Regions from separate parts of the Gossypium hirsutum genome. Here regions 2 and 3 are each linked to region 1. The links are chromatin contacts, called in public Hi-C maps. All regions are on one chromosome and are shown on one strand. Each heading gives the region's core, a stretch centred on a gene start, on an enhancer-like site or on the middle of the called end of the contact. The rest is flanking DNA. Distances are from core to core; before and after follow the strand shown. Region 1 holds the start of LOC107886462 (REF/SRPP-like protein At1g67360). Region 2 holds the start of LOC107886328 (probable methyltransferase At1g27930). Region 3 holds the start of LOC107886468 (ELMO domain-containing protein A).

Evidence for each region. A called contact is a pair of places that touch in the nucleus more often than the background predicts.
Region 2: a Hi-C map of leaf shows a contact between it and region 1, with 4 times the contacts expected there. The contact joins the promoter of LOC107886328 here to the promoter of LOC107886462 in region 1. A contact is called at or near these places in 6 of 34 Hi-C or Micro-C datasets (callus and leaf).
Region 3: a Hi-C map of leaf shows a contact between it and region 1, with 4 times the contacts expected there. The contact joins the promoter of LOC107886468 here to the promoter of LOC107886462 in region 1. A contact is called at or near these places in 7 of 34 Hi-C or Micro-C datasets (hypocotyl, leaf and petal).

Annotation. Positions count from the first base shown.
Region 1 is chrA03:92,092,610-92,097,505 of Gossypium_hirsutum_v2.1, reverse strand. It overlaps LOC107886462 (REF/SRPP-like protein At1g67360), which reads left to right and starts at 1,921. Exons shown (of 3, transcript XM_016810426.2): 1 at 1,921-2,272; 2 at 2,371-2,604; 3 at 2,827-3,366. The coding sequence starts at 2,066. The coding sequence ends at 3,270.
Region 2 is chrA03:91,702,667-91,707,562 of Gossypium_hirsutum_v2.1, reverse strand. LOC107886328 (probable methyltransferase At1g27930) reads right to left here and starts at 2,112. Exons shown (of 1, transcript XM_016810228.2): 1 at 863-2,112. The coding sequence starts at 1,914. The coding sequence ends at 1,045.
Region 3 is chrA03:92,452,654-92,457,549 of Gossypium_hirsutum_v2.1, reverse strand. It overlaps LOC107886468 (ELMO domain-containing protein A), which reads left to right and starts at 2,118. Exons shown (of 9, transcript XM_016810436.2): 1 at 2,118-3,257; 2 at 4,681-4,790. The coding sequence starts at 4,756.

The DNA.
Region 1 (4,896 bases), core at 672-3,171:
AATTTCAATTGGTGTTCGGTCATTGCTTTGTTTGAATATGCAGACATTGAGACCACACATTGTTTGTTCAATTTTGTGATAATGTCCTTGATGTTTTTCTTGATGCTGCAAGAAGAGTTAAATCTTATTACGATTATATTAATATTAATTCGGGGTATAATTATAAACTTTACTTTCATGGAAAACAAGTACATGATAGTACCCTTGGTAGGTACTGATGCTGAAATTTATATGATATTAACTTTAGCCATTTGAGGAAGTGAAGAGCAAATTACAAGAGTGGTTATGAAATAGGATCCTGGTTGAAAATTGTTAGCTTCTACCATAAATGGTTGCCTGGTTTACATGTAGGTGTCGTTAGCCAATTGGTAGACAAAGAAATTATGGAGCTTTCTTGATGGACAACCTTCCTCTTGTGAAATCTTTTAGTGGAAAAGTTGGCTTTGAATCTCAACGTGTTGGTTTCTTGCAAAATCAGAGTGTTCCCATATTCACATGATACAATCAAATATGCTAGTGGATGTATTGTTGGTTGCTCTCTTTTAGCTATCCATGGTGGAACAAAGGATGGGAAGAAGTTCCAAGCTGATTGGAATGCCATTAAAGCTGTTAAAAATGCACTTAAAATGCCAGTTTTTGCCTGTCTCTTTGTACTAATCCCGCTGTTAGTTATATGTTTCCATGAGTTATATGTGTTGTGTAAGTGGTTGTAGTGTTTAGTACAAAGTTTGCAATTTTTCAGTCTTGTTCTATTTTATTTTGTCACTCAACATGAGCTACTCAGATGATATAGCAGAGTGTATCTCAATTTTTTTACTTCTGCATGTAATAAAATGCCTCACATTTTGGAAATGTTTTACCTTCTACTTATTAATAATTTTATGATTGTTTGGAAAATGAAATTTGTGTTTGTGTTTGGTCATTGCTCAATAATTTGGAGCATGTTTTAACTAAAATATATACATATGGTTGTTTATGTAAATTAATTTGTATTTAACCATAAATAATTATTATTTAATTCAAAAATAAATAAAATTATGTTAGAAAGAATTTTTTTGAACGAGTATTCTTTGATGTTCAAAGCTTAGATTTTGTAAAAATTTTGTTAAAGCCAAATCATCCGAACATAAAAAAAAAATTTATAAGTTCATTTTTGAGAAATTATATTTTTAAGTAATTTTTCATGTAATAGCACACCCTGATTATTAATATATCGAGGATTAACCACTAATATAATAATAAAAGAATATATTGATATTAAATCTGTAGTTCACATCCCAATCCAAAACACTAAACAACTCCGATTCTTCTCCTATATATATTAATATGTTCAATTTTATATAAAATATAGAAAACACAACCTAATACAACTTATAAAATTATAATATTTTTGTAAAAAAAAATCTAATAATTAAATCTTAACGACTCAACACTTGCTTCCCTCCTATCACAATTTTGAGTTCCAAAAGTAAAATGAGACACAAAAGCGGTTGAATTATTTAAAGTTATTGAGTTATTAAATTTTTTTAAAAAAATTTGATTAGTGAATTTTAAGTGACACTTCAATGATCAATAAAATAGATTAATATTTATTAATAAGTATAATAACATATCTTATATCTAAGTTAATTTGATAATTAATGTCAAAAATTAAAGAACAATATTTTTTGAATGTTAGTTTGAAATTTATAACATTCAACATTATTTTTTAAAAAAAATTAAACTGTAAAAAGAAAGAGTAAGAAAATCTTTCAATTTGTGCAAGTAATACAAACGAAAAAAGTTATACAATAATTATTTTAATCATTCAATAGCTTAAATAAAAACTTTTAAATTATTTTAAAATTTTTAAAATTAAATAATTAAAATATAATTTACAAATAATTTAATAATATTCAGCGCAATTAGATAGAATAAAAATTGGTGTGGGAATGGGTGGACCTCACAACAGACCGCCCAAGAATAAGAAAATGGTTCCCTTAGATATTATTGCATCTCCACCAAGTAAGATCCTTCCACGTGTCCTTCTAGAATCCTCTATTTGCTCCCAGAAAAGTAAAGAAAGATGAAATTGGAAAACCGCCCGCTCTGGCATTGTGATATCCTTAGATCCGATATAAACCGTTGGATCTCATCTAACATCCCATATGAATTCATCTATAAAATAAATAAAATTGCACTTGTTTTACACCGTAGATTACGATCGTTTATTTTCTCTCAAAAAAGTGAAGCAAAGAATACTTGCATCAAACAGATGGCAACCATGGAGAAGGTATTTTGATCTCTTCTTTCTTCTTCTCCTCCTTTCTCCCTTATTTTCAAAATTTAAGCTTAGAGCTTTTTTGTTTGTGATTTGATTTAAAATTTTAGGGGTTAGAGTTTGAGAACAAGAATTTAGGCCTCAAGCACCTAAACTTCGTCAGGGTGGCTACAATCCACGCCTTGGTTTGCGTCTCGAACCTTTACGATTACTCTAAACAGAACTCGGGGCCGTTGAGATCCACCGTTGACGCCGTCGAGCATGCCGTTACCACTGCCGTCGGTCCCGCCTACGGGAAATTTAAGGATGTTCCTGATCATTTTCTTGGATTTCTTGATAACAAGGTATTCGCCCATTAAGAAAAAATCACTGTTTGGAACTTTTGATCAGAAGTTTCTGTTGATTAGTTCTTTCTCGTCTTTAAGTTTAGCAAGTAATTTTAGTATTTTGAAATTCATCGGAAGAGTAAGGATTAAATCTAATATTTTAAAAATGGGGAAAGTTAAGTTTAGCGTGAACCAATTTATTCCTAACTTTATTATCGTATTTGATTAAAATAACCGTAGGTAGATGAGGTTTCACACAAATTTGACGAGCATGCTCCAGCACCAGCCAAGCAAGTGGTTAACCTGGCCCACGATTTGGTCCAAAAGGCAACCCAAAAGGCTCAGAAACTAGTAGAGGAGGCTCGAACCAATGGAGCACGAGGGGCTTTGCACTACGCTGCAGCTGAGTACAAGAACTTGGTGTTGGTAAGCTCGACCAAGTTGTGGGTTAAACTGAACAGCAACTTGACTTTCAACTCAGTGACAGAAAAGGTTGTTCCCAAAGCAGCTAATTTGTGTGAGAAATACAACAGTTGGTTAAAGGAGAAGAGCGGAAAAGGTTATCCTGTGGTTGGGTATTTACCATCGATTCCCGTTGATGCCTTTGGGAAGGCTGTTAAGGAAGCTGAAGGAAAAGAGAAAGCAAATGCGGATGATCATAAATCTGAATCAGATTCAGATTAGGTGTTTGGTTTCTGAGTGTGTTAGTAGAGAGGCAATGTGATGCTTTGCCATTGTAAATTGGCTACATGTTGAATCTAATATGACTTGGTTCGTTTAGATGTCTGATATGTTTGCTCTCTGAATTTGTGGCTGATTTCATGATATGCCCTTTTCAACTTTCAATCTTCCAGCTTGTATTAGATTATGAGTACATACGATTAAAAAGTTATTTATTTTTAATTTAAAATTAAATTAAGCATTTTTTTAAATAATAAAGGTTTACCTATTGGTGAAAAAATAAAGGTTAAAATCTGTTTTTAGTCCTTGCATTTACATAAAATTTGAGTTTTAGCTTTTGTATTTTTAGAAATTAAAAATTCAATTCAATTATCACTGACATTAGGTAATTTTTCGGTTAAAAATTTTGTTAAATCATATTTTGATAATTTCTGATGAAAAAATTAAAAATGTTAATACTTAAATAAAATTATTTTCAAAATAGAAAATATGGTTTTTTAGCTATTTTTTCTATCAATTCAGTTAGTGAATTTAAGATAATTATTTTATACTTTAGGGTTAATGTTCTTTTTAAGTATAATATAAATTAAATAAAAACAAATAGTTAAAAGACATGAATTTAATTAATTTTAAATAATTTACCAGTTAATTGAATTTTTAAGTTCTATTACTAAAAATCTCAACCGTGACAATCAAGTTTGATTTTTGCTTGAGAAATAAGTATATATTAAACTTAATTGTTCAATTTTTTTCTGTCTAATAAAGTTCTAAACTTGGTTTTGTTGGAAGTCAGTTCACTTTGTGCTGCTCCCTAGTCTTCGTGCTATTCCCTTCTGGCCATGGATTTTACCACTTCTTTTAACTAAGTGACACCAAAATATGGATTAACCAATTAAATCAAAATAAAATAAGTTTGATTTTATTTATTTAGAATCCTTTTATTTCCGAATTTCAAACCTAAATCTTTCTTTGATTATTCAATTTTTTTAATCGATTTTGCATTTTTAAAACAAATGAATTGGTATATTTTTAATTAATAAATATTAAATACATATTCATATCTAAATCTAAAATCGTATCAAATCCGTCTGAACCTAAAATTTAAATCCAAATAACAAACCAATCCAAAATTTAATTTGTCTATATGGCTACGAAGTTACTAATGGAAGCAAGGCTACGGGCACATCATCTGCTACTGCTACTGCTACTGCTACATTTCACTATATTTTCCCTTATCTGTCTTGGCGTTTCACTTAATGCTTGTTCCGGTATCAAAAAGAAATATTCATGAAACTTTGTAATTACAATAATAACGATCTTTTTTTTAAGTTTCTACTATTAGAAATACAATACAAGCTCAATTTTATACCTAGGCAACTACAGGTAGAATCAAACTAATACAAGCACAACAGACAAACCGAATAAAACCCATCTATGACATAGATGCACATGTTGGGACTAAAGACCCAAATGTTACAATTTTGCATATGCTAACACTCATATTTAGATACTCAAAAGCCCAAAACTTCATCTTAACCAACAATGCTTCTCCTTGATAAGGCTCAATCCAGTCATGTGGTGCCGATTCATTTTAAAAGAGTGTCAATTTATTTGGTTTTTGATATATTA
Region 2 (4,896 bases), core at 863-3,362, 390 kb after region 1:
TCTCCATTGAAACAAAAGCAATGAACTTTACAATCTATTGCTCTCTACTTCTCGATGTGTGATTTTTACTCCTTGTTTCTTCCGCCATTAAAAGGTGTATTCTTGATCACAATAAAGAAGTAATCATCAAGATTTCTCTCTTTTTTTAACTCTCAAAATGAGAGCCATCCAATCTCTTTCCTTGGTTATTTCCAACGAAAAATTCTCTTATATTACCCACTATTTTCCCTCCTTTTCAACAGATAATTAGATTTGGTAAAGTCTAATGGATTATTTTGGTATGGGATATTTGGAGGAAAATATTAGGGAATTTTTTCCCCAAAACTTTTGGTAAGCATAAAAACACACGAACGGAAAATGCAACACTTTTGAGGTAAGAAATGAGGTATTAGTCTTAGCTTCCATTATTGGGTATTTTGTTTCATCAATTTTTTTAATGTAACTAAATCAAGAAGAAGAAAAAAAAAAGTTAGCTCCCGAGTTTTGCAACAAGAGGTATTACTTCAGTGATCACATAAAGAACAATAAGAAATATGATGAAACAAAGGAAAATTGAACTGAAATGTCCGTAAACAAAGTTATCTCCAAGAAACATCAAGAGATTGAGGAGTTTAAGAAATATATATAATAACTTTTATTACATTTTTAAATGCTCAACACGATGAATGGAAGGAATGACTTTTGCTTATATCAAAATGCAATACAAAATATATTCCAAAGACCACTATGTTACTTTACCAAATTTATCTCATTTACTCATTTAAACAGTACGAGGAGAAAAAACTAAAGTGAAATGACTTGCCTCACCACTTTAGCAATGGCAACCGTAAACCATGTCCACCTGTCTCAATTAAAGCAAAAATAGACTAATCTTGTCTTTTAATTATATTAAACGTATATCTCATCATCACAACTCTGACAATATCGTCCGTCCATATTTTATTTTATCAGGTAGTAGTATAAAGTAAAATTAAAATTTCAAAAAAATAATTTTATTAATAACTAAAAATAAGATTTGTTTTAAAATTTTTAAAAAGGCGCATTTTAGCAATACCCGGCACTGTCATCGCTGCTAGTGTTCGAAGCTGGTGGAATCTCGAAATGCCAAAGTCTCCCCTCGCTGTTCACCAAGTACTTCCGGCACAAAAATTCCTCGGCGAAAACTTTCTCCACTCGCCGATTAACATCGTGCAAGAACACGTGCGTCACACCCGGTCCTTTCCTGTTCCTCGCCATCACAGCCGCCGAGAATATCGCCGCCATCCTCCCTGGTGCCTCCGGGAAGTATCCACGAGGAGCATCGATCATTATCAAATCCCACTCAGTATCGTAAAACTCATCGGGAAACCCCGTTAACGCAAGCCTGCACTTTTCATTTCCGCGTAAGTAAGCTTTCGACGGGTAACAGCTCGGTTCCGATCGATAATGGATGAGTAGATCGTCAGCTTCCTTAAGCTCCGTATGGTACTTTACCGCGCGAGCGTGGAGGATTGGGGCGTCTTTGAGCACAGACTGAACCCATTTGGGATCCTCTTCCAGGAAAATAGTGTTGCCATTGGGATTGAGGGAGGTCCACATGAGGGAGTCGTAGCCAAGCCCAAAGACGAGGAAATTACAAGGAGAGCGTTTCTTGAGTACGTCAAAGGTTACGGAGATCTCCTTGAAGTTCTGCTGCGGGACTATTGATGAAGTGGCATAGTGGATGATAGCTTGGAGTTGGACCGGCGAGGCGGAGTATTCCTCTACGGTTATGGATCTGGTTTTGGCGAGCGAACATAGTATGGAGTAATCGGCGGTTTTTATGAAGCTCGAGATAAGTATCGTCCCGGCAATAAAGCCAGCTATGGTAATAGGCATAAACCATCTTTTATCGGCGAGGAAATGCCGATTCTTTGTAGTCTCTTCTCTTTTCATTTCTTGAGGTTTTTTTTTTTAAAACTGAAACAACCAAAAAAAGAAAAAGAGGTTTAAGGTCCGGCCGATTGGCTTACTCTGGTTATATAGTAGAGGAGCAAAGAGACATAAAAGAGCTAACGCGTTTCGCTTTGGAAAAATAAGGTTTGAAAATAAGGATTTTCTTAAAAAAAAATAAAAAAAAAGCTAAATATAAAATTAGTATCTAAATTTATTTATATTTCTTGAATTTGTATTTATAATTTTTTTTGTCTCAGATTAATACCTAATTTTTTTTTCATTAACTATATTAATACCCAAATCTAGTGTTATTACTTTTTTGCTGAGGTGGCGACACTGACCATTTGTACGATGTCATATGTCGTCCTCTTTGTACCTTTTTTTTCTTCTTTTACTTCTTTTTCTTTTTCTTACATTGGCTATCACACTATCTTCTTCATATTTCTTCTTCATCTCTCATTCCTCTTTTCTTTATCACGATTCCATTCCCCTTTTCTTTCTTTTTTTTTTCATTTCTCCTTATTTCTATCTTCTCTTCTTCTCTCTATTCCTCTTCTTCTAACCCTAGCCATTGTCATCATGAGTCGTCGCCATCCATGGCCTTTTCCGACCAATCCGACCATCAAAATACTTCTCTCATCCTCTTCTTCTCAAAATTTGCCCTGTATTTCCAAGAAAATCTCTTTAAAACCGAAAAAAAGCAATGCTTAATCATGGAGTTTTCTAAATTATATTCTTCGCCTGTTGATGAAAGGCAAAGAAGGTTTCTAGTGAGGTTGAAAGAGAGTTGAAGAGTCAAAGGAAGCAGTAGCAGTGTTGTTGCCAATGCAACAACAAAGAATCTATTTTCTTGGAGCCTAGTAGAAGTTCTTCAAGTTACAGGTTAACAAATTAAATGGAGATATTACCGTTGCTGTTCATTAGATCAATAGGATTTTTAGGGTTTTTAAAATTATTGTATTTTATTTATTTTTTTCTGAGTTCTTGCTTTCTTTTTGGGTTGTAAATTTCTTATTTTCAAATAATTTTAAATTCTTTTAACTTTTTAGGTTCTAACTCTTATTTTGGGTTCTTGCTATCATATTAGGTTGTTAAATTTTTTCTAGTTGAAATGATTTTGGGTTGAAAATGTTAGGTTATTTATCTGTTACTGAGATTGAATTTGAGAATATATTGGGTTCTTTTCTTATTTTTATTTTTTGAATATTCTGAGTTCTTTGTTTGTTATTTGTTCTTTGAATGTGTTGGATTCTTTATTGTTTGTTATTTGTGTAACATCCTGAGACCGGGTCTAGACGTTTTAGCCTTGCAAGTGAGAGTTCGCTAGTGCTTCAGCAAACTAGGGAGTTCGGCAAAAGAGTATCAATAAGGAGTTAGCTAGTGTTTCAGTGTTGCAATATATGCCAAATAGATGCGATAATGGGGTTTGCCAGATTCATTGAAAGTCGAGTTAGCCAATCTGTTTGGTGAGCTAGAGTTTGCCAGTCTATTTGGTGAGCTAGAGTTTCTCTAGTCTGTTTGGCGAGCTGGGTGTTAGCCAAGTAAGTTGCGAACTGAGGGTTTGCCAGTCAAAGTCAGATTCAAATTAGAAAACAAATATATTGCGTATCTAGGAATACTTTTCGTACAAGTAACCTTCTTTTAAACCTACTAGGGTTCCTAAGTCAAGTAGGGTATCCTAAGATTTCTAGAATACTTAGGCCTATAAATACGACCCTTATTCCATGAGAATTCTCTCATCGATATTTTGTTGTCAAGTATCTATTCTGAATCAAGTTCGTAGCAACCAAGGTAAGCCTTTGTTCTATTCGGGTTGATTGTTTAGAAAGCTAGGTTCGCTTGCATGTGTGAATTCTATAAGCTTTGTCTATTTAAGTAATTCGTGTGTTTATGTATATTGCGAACCAGTCGGACCATCTACTAGCAAGGATAAGGGAAAAGCCAAACTTGTCTAGTTTTTCAGTCAAATCGGTGAGTGGTTAAGAATTGCTATGTGTATGCAAACTTTTATTTTTTTTTCTAAAACTCACGGTTTTCAAACTAAGCTCCAAGAACAAAGTTTTTCTGAAAACTCTATTTTTAAATTCTAACACTTTGTTTTGAAGATAATTTTTCAAGTCATGTTTTTAAAATTATGTTTTAAAGATAAGTTTTACGCGTGCTCCTATGTGAGCCTATGTTTCAAGCTATTCTTTTAAGATACGATTTTATAAATTGTGTTTTTACACACTTAGATGTGAGCTCTCTAAACAAGTGTTTTTCAAGCAAGTTCCCTATGCGAGCTCTATGTGATAAGTTTCTGTTTATGCTCCTTTGCGAGCCCTTATGTTGGATATATTGGTATACCAAAGGATTTTCAACACTAGCTTTTAAGTTCTATGATTTTGGGCATTGAGGAACTGGTACATGTGGAGAGATAAGGGAATGTTGAGCTGTGCTCCATTCAACGGGACATGATGGTGTACAGGAAAGTGCATTGCTTCGCGCTACAGTTATGAGACATGTTAAGGACTCTTTGAGTTATTCTGAGGCGTTATAAGGAGATTTGCATATCCAATAGATTCTAACAAGTGTGGATGAGAACATGTTTTATGTTCCTCAGCCATTCTGATAAGATAAGTGTGTAAGCATGTTTCATGTTATTCTAATATCTATTTTAAGTATGATTTTCAGTAGGTATACGTGAAACTGTTTTCAAACTTATATGTTTTTTGACAAGCAGGATCTACGAAATAGGTCTCACACCTTCATTGCGAACCCAACACGCAACACGATTTTCAAACAAAGTCCTCTTTCTATTTTAAACTCTATATTTTATCATACTTTGCTGATTCCTAATTATTCACTGAGTTCTCAATGAACTCAGCCACTCCTCCCTTACTTTGCAGGTAAGTAGGTCGCGAATGACAGTGGCAAGGTAAATGACTTGGTGAGGCTCACACCTGAATAGATATTGGCGAACCTGGGAAAATAGGCGATGGG
Region 3 (4,896 bases), core at 869-3,368, 360 kb before region 1:
AGTGGCTAGGTCTTCAGCTGAAGCCGAGTATAGGAGTATGGCTGCTGTGACAGCAGATATAGTGTGGTTAATAGGACTGTTACAAGAGATAGTAGTGCAGAATTTGAAGCCAGTTGAATTGTGTTGTGATAGTAAAGCAGCAATATAGATTGCAGCAAATCCTGTTTATCATGAGCGTACAAAACATATCGAAATAGATTGTCACTTTATACGAGAAAAAATACAGGATGGGCTTATTCAGACAGAGCATGTATTAGTTACAAATTAGCTTGCAGATATCATGACTAAGGCCTTAGGGTCTCAACAGCACAACAATTTAATGTACAAGTTGGGGATTAAGGATGTTTTTCAACCTCCAACTTGAGGGGGAGTGTTAGAGTTTGTTGTAATTGTTAGCTGGTAGTTAGGGATTAGTTATCAAGGCAGTTAGTTGTAAATACTTGTATATATATATATGGATGTACATGATTAATAAAAATTAAGCGTTATTCCACATTTTACTAACAAAATACCCAAAGCAATCCTTGCATTCAAGGCAGGAACTAAAATTTCTTTATGATAACTAAAAAGGAAGAAATATCAAAATTACATTTAAACTTTTATGTATTTTGTAATATTATTATATATTAACTTTTAATTTGGTGCATTTGTATATATTAAATTTTAATTTTAATTTCACATTTTGTTAAATTTATTATTTATATGGCACAATTTTTTGTTAAATTATGTGTAAATTATTGGCATAATACATGTGTAAATTATTGGCATAACATTTTATTAAGCTAAAATTTTTTTAATTTATTTTCACTTAAATTAAAAAATAAACACACTTGAGAAAAGGGTTTCTTATTTGTGTAAAAAAATATATTTTAAAATCTAAGTAAAAATAATTTAAATCTGGTTGTTTGTTTTTTAACCTAATAAAATGTTATGTCAACAATTTATATATGACTTAACGGAAAATTGTGCTGCATAGATAACATTTTTAGTGAAATGTGAAAATTGAAACAAAATTAAAGTTTGATGAATACAAATACACCAAATTAAAAATTATGTATAACATTGTAAATTGTGTCAAAGTTTTTTTTATATTTTTGGTATTTATCCATAACTAAAAACTATTATGTTATAAAAGAAATTAGACCAACATAATATAGAGTAAAAATTTTACCACACGCATATGCATGTAGAAACTATATACTTAGAGCACATATATTAGTTTAAAAATAGCATAAAATAAATAATAAAATGTATCGTTTGAAACTAATTAATAATACATAAAATATATACAATATTAAAATAAAAATAGATTAAATTGAATAAAATAAAATTTAAACACGTATATGTCATATTAAGAATACCAAATGTACTACAATTGGTTTATTATGATGTTGTCATCAATCTTGAGTTGATATCAACTTATGATACCAACTCAATCAATAATATTATCAATACTAAAAATTCTATTACAAGCATATGCGTGTGAGAATTTATATATTTAAAACATAAATGTAAATCAAGTATACATAATACAATTAAAATGTAATTATTATATTAAAATAAAGCTTTGGTTTAGTGGTAAAGTTAATATTTCATTTATGTAAATAGCATGAGTTTAAATAGAACCACATTAAAATTTCTAATTGTTTTTAAAGTAAAAGACTAAAATACCCTCGAATAATATAATTAATCTTTATTTACATAAGGCCAATTATAGTATAGATATACAATTCATAGAGGTAATAAGATATGCATAATACAATTAAAATGTAAATATTATATTAAAATCAAATTTTGATTTAGTGATAAAGTTAATATTTTATTAATGTAAATAACATGAATTCAAATTCTTTTTATGATTTTTTTAAATTAAAAAAATAAACTAATCTCGAATAATTTAACTTATTTTTTAATTACGAAAAAGAAACTTTGTGATTTTACTAATCCATTTATACCAACTCAGTTATGGGTTAATTATAGTATAGAAAATTGAAAAAATAATCATGAAATGTGCTAAAATTCATTTCCTTTTACCGAGCAGAAATTGCGTCCCATGTATTTAATAAAAGCAGCAATTCAAGCAGTTAATGCGTATAATATGTTGAAATTCGTTAAGTTTCACTTTTGTTTCTCATTTTATTTGAAAGAAATTAATAATTAGTTAAACAACACAATCATCATCTAAATATTTAACTAAAATGATGGATACCTAAAACTAAAAAATGACCCACTTTCTTTAATTGATTACTGAATTAACATTAACTAATTCGAACTTTTACGAGTTAAATGCGAAGAAGCAGGTAAATCCCGACATTGCCATTGTACTGTAGCAGTAGCCAAGTGAGGCGAGGCGTAGGGCACAGCGTGGGTGACATCCATGATTCGTGTTGGTGTATTGCCCTGCAGCCTCTAAAAGGCTCAAAAGAAAAACAACACCACCAAAGCCAAACCTTCCTTTCATTTGATTTGCCTTTTGCTCAATATCAGCCATATAAAGCCACGTGGCAGTTATATCAAATCGTAAATTCAGAGCACCCATCAATAAAAGACATCACACTGCAAGTTAATTGAGCTTCCAAATACATGAAGCTGCAATAACTTTCATGATTCGTCCCACTTCACATACTCACGCGTTACGTCTACTCCCTTCCACCTTCAGTACTCCAATGATTAGATGTGTGATACTCAATCTCTGAAAGGAGAGTGGGACTTGAGTTTTTTTAATGTTGAAAAAGCTTCGCCGACTTATATCAGAGCATGGTCGGGAGTGTTTTGTAGGAGGACCTGCCATGTGGATTCAAATATGCCGCTTTTGACTTCTTGCCTTCATCAAGCGATGCATACAACAACTCCATAGATAAGAGTTAAAACCTTAAAAAAGAGATATCTCTTTTATCTTTCTAAAACTCTACTTTACCCTTATCTTTAATATCTTTATTATTAATTAATATTATATATTGTTCATTTTTCTCAACAACTAATGATGAAAAAATCAGGGTAGTTTTGACTTTTTCTTATTTATCCCACTACCTCACTCACTCGCATAAGAATCCTGAGGCCAACAGCAACAGCAGCACCTTTCTCTTTCTCTCTCGTTGTTTTCTGTATAATAATAAGATTGAGAAGCCGATTAAAAGACGTTTTGTGAGATTAGAGAATGAGTAGTGTAGTTAGGAATCAAGGAAGCTGCGTTGCGATCCGCTCTCTCTCTCCTTCCTCTTCCATTAACCGTTGCTCTCACGCCTCTGCTTCTTCAGGTATATCTCCCTCGATCTCTGTAATTCCATGCTCTTTTCTTTTTTGTAAATTCAAATTATATATGTTTTTGCACCGATTTTTACTTCCTTATTGTTCGCACCAGTTGTGTAGATTATATAGTTGTCGATTTTCTTTAACTCTGTATAATCCGTTTCTTTCTTTCTTCTTTTACAATAGAAAAATAATAAAGAAAAAACGATGTTTATGAATTGTTTTTCAGTGGGGGAGATGAGATGAGCGCTACAATATTAACGAATCTGTTGTTTCTAATAGCGGACGATTCATTTCCTCCACTCAGAAGTTGGAAATGTTCAAACTCATTTTAATTTCAAAGTCCAGATTTAAAAAAAAAAAAAACAAACTACTGATTGATCTCCATTTGCCGTGCGAGAAATGGGATCGATTTCAGGGGAATCATGCCGGATTTGTCGCAATTTAGGGTTTCTGTAGCGGTCCAGCCCAATCATCATCCGTCAGTGGCCCATGATTAGTCTAGGTTCGTCCTTATCAAACACACAATAATGATGTTACCCGCACATGAACATAGCCCCCACCCCTAAACCTAAATATTAGACCACGCAAATAAACAACAACATAATAATACATAATGATTAGTTTTGACGAATATCATCTCCCTGATGTGTACATTAAATAATTGCAGTTTAAGATTTTGCGTATTCACAAGATAAACTACTTTTTATGTACCTGATTTTGGTATGACGCTGACGGTTTGATGTTTAAGTTTGATTTACTTTTTTGATATACCATCTAAGATTAAAGAGTCTCATCTTTCATTAACCCCCCTCAACTTCTTTTTTTCTATATTTGCTTAAAAGTTACAATATTCACTTTCGGTTGAAGATTCCATGACGCGTTCTCTTAGCGCGTGTTATTCAGATTCCGACCACTTCGGATCAAGTTACTCGGATGGGGGGAACGGTTGTGTCCGAGTGGTCCGGGAATATGTCCACCCTCCACATTAAAACAGCTCACGCGTGTGTTCAAATTCTAAGAGACCCCATTGTGTTTTTTGTTGTTGTTGAATTTCTCGGGTTAACGAGCTTAAATACGCAATAGTATTGGGCTTGTAGTATAGAGTATGTCTAGGAGTGCGTGCACGAGAAACTCGTCCCCATGTTAACGTGTTCGTTAGTGGCGGTATCCGCTAGACCAGTCATCTGATAGTGGTCCCCATCACTTTCATACGAGTGCCACGGAGAACTAAGAACTGCTATATCCACTCCAATGAACTCATTCAAGTCCAGAATTCATGGACTATTTTTCTTTTTCCTGGATGCAGCAAAATCACCTGAAAGGCTAAATTTTTTTCTTATATATATGTTTGAAGTTGTGATTGTAATAGAATTTGAATGGAAAATGTGAAAAAAGAACGAGGTGGAATGATTGTATCAATGCATGCAGATGGTGCAACGTGTGGAAGGCCAGCTTGGATTGGTAAGCGTTTAACTTGTGTTTGTTTCAAGCGAAAGGGAGTTTATGAAGGGATCTGCTTTAACATCACACCCAAACAGGCAAGTACCATGATAATTTTTACTCATCCCCTATTTATTCCCGACATTTTTTTAAAAAACCTCCGTGCGTTTGCAACATATTCGAATATGAGTATATATCCAGAGA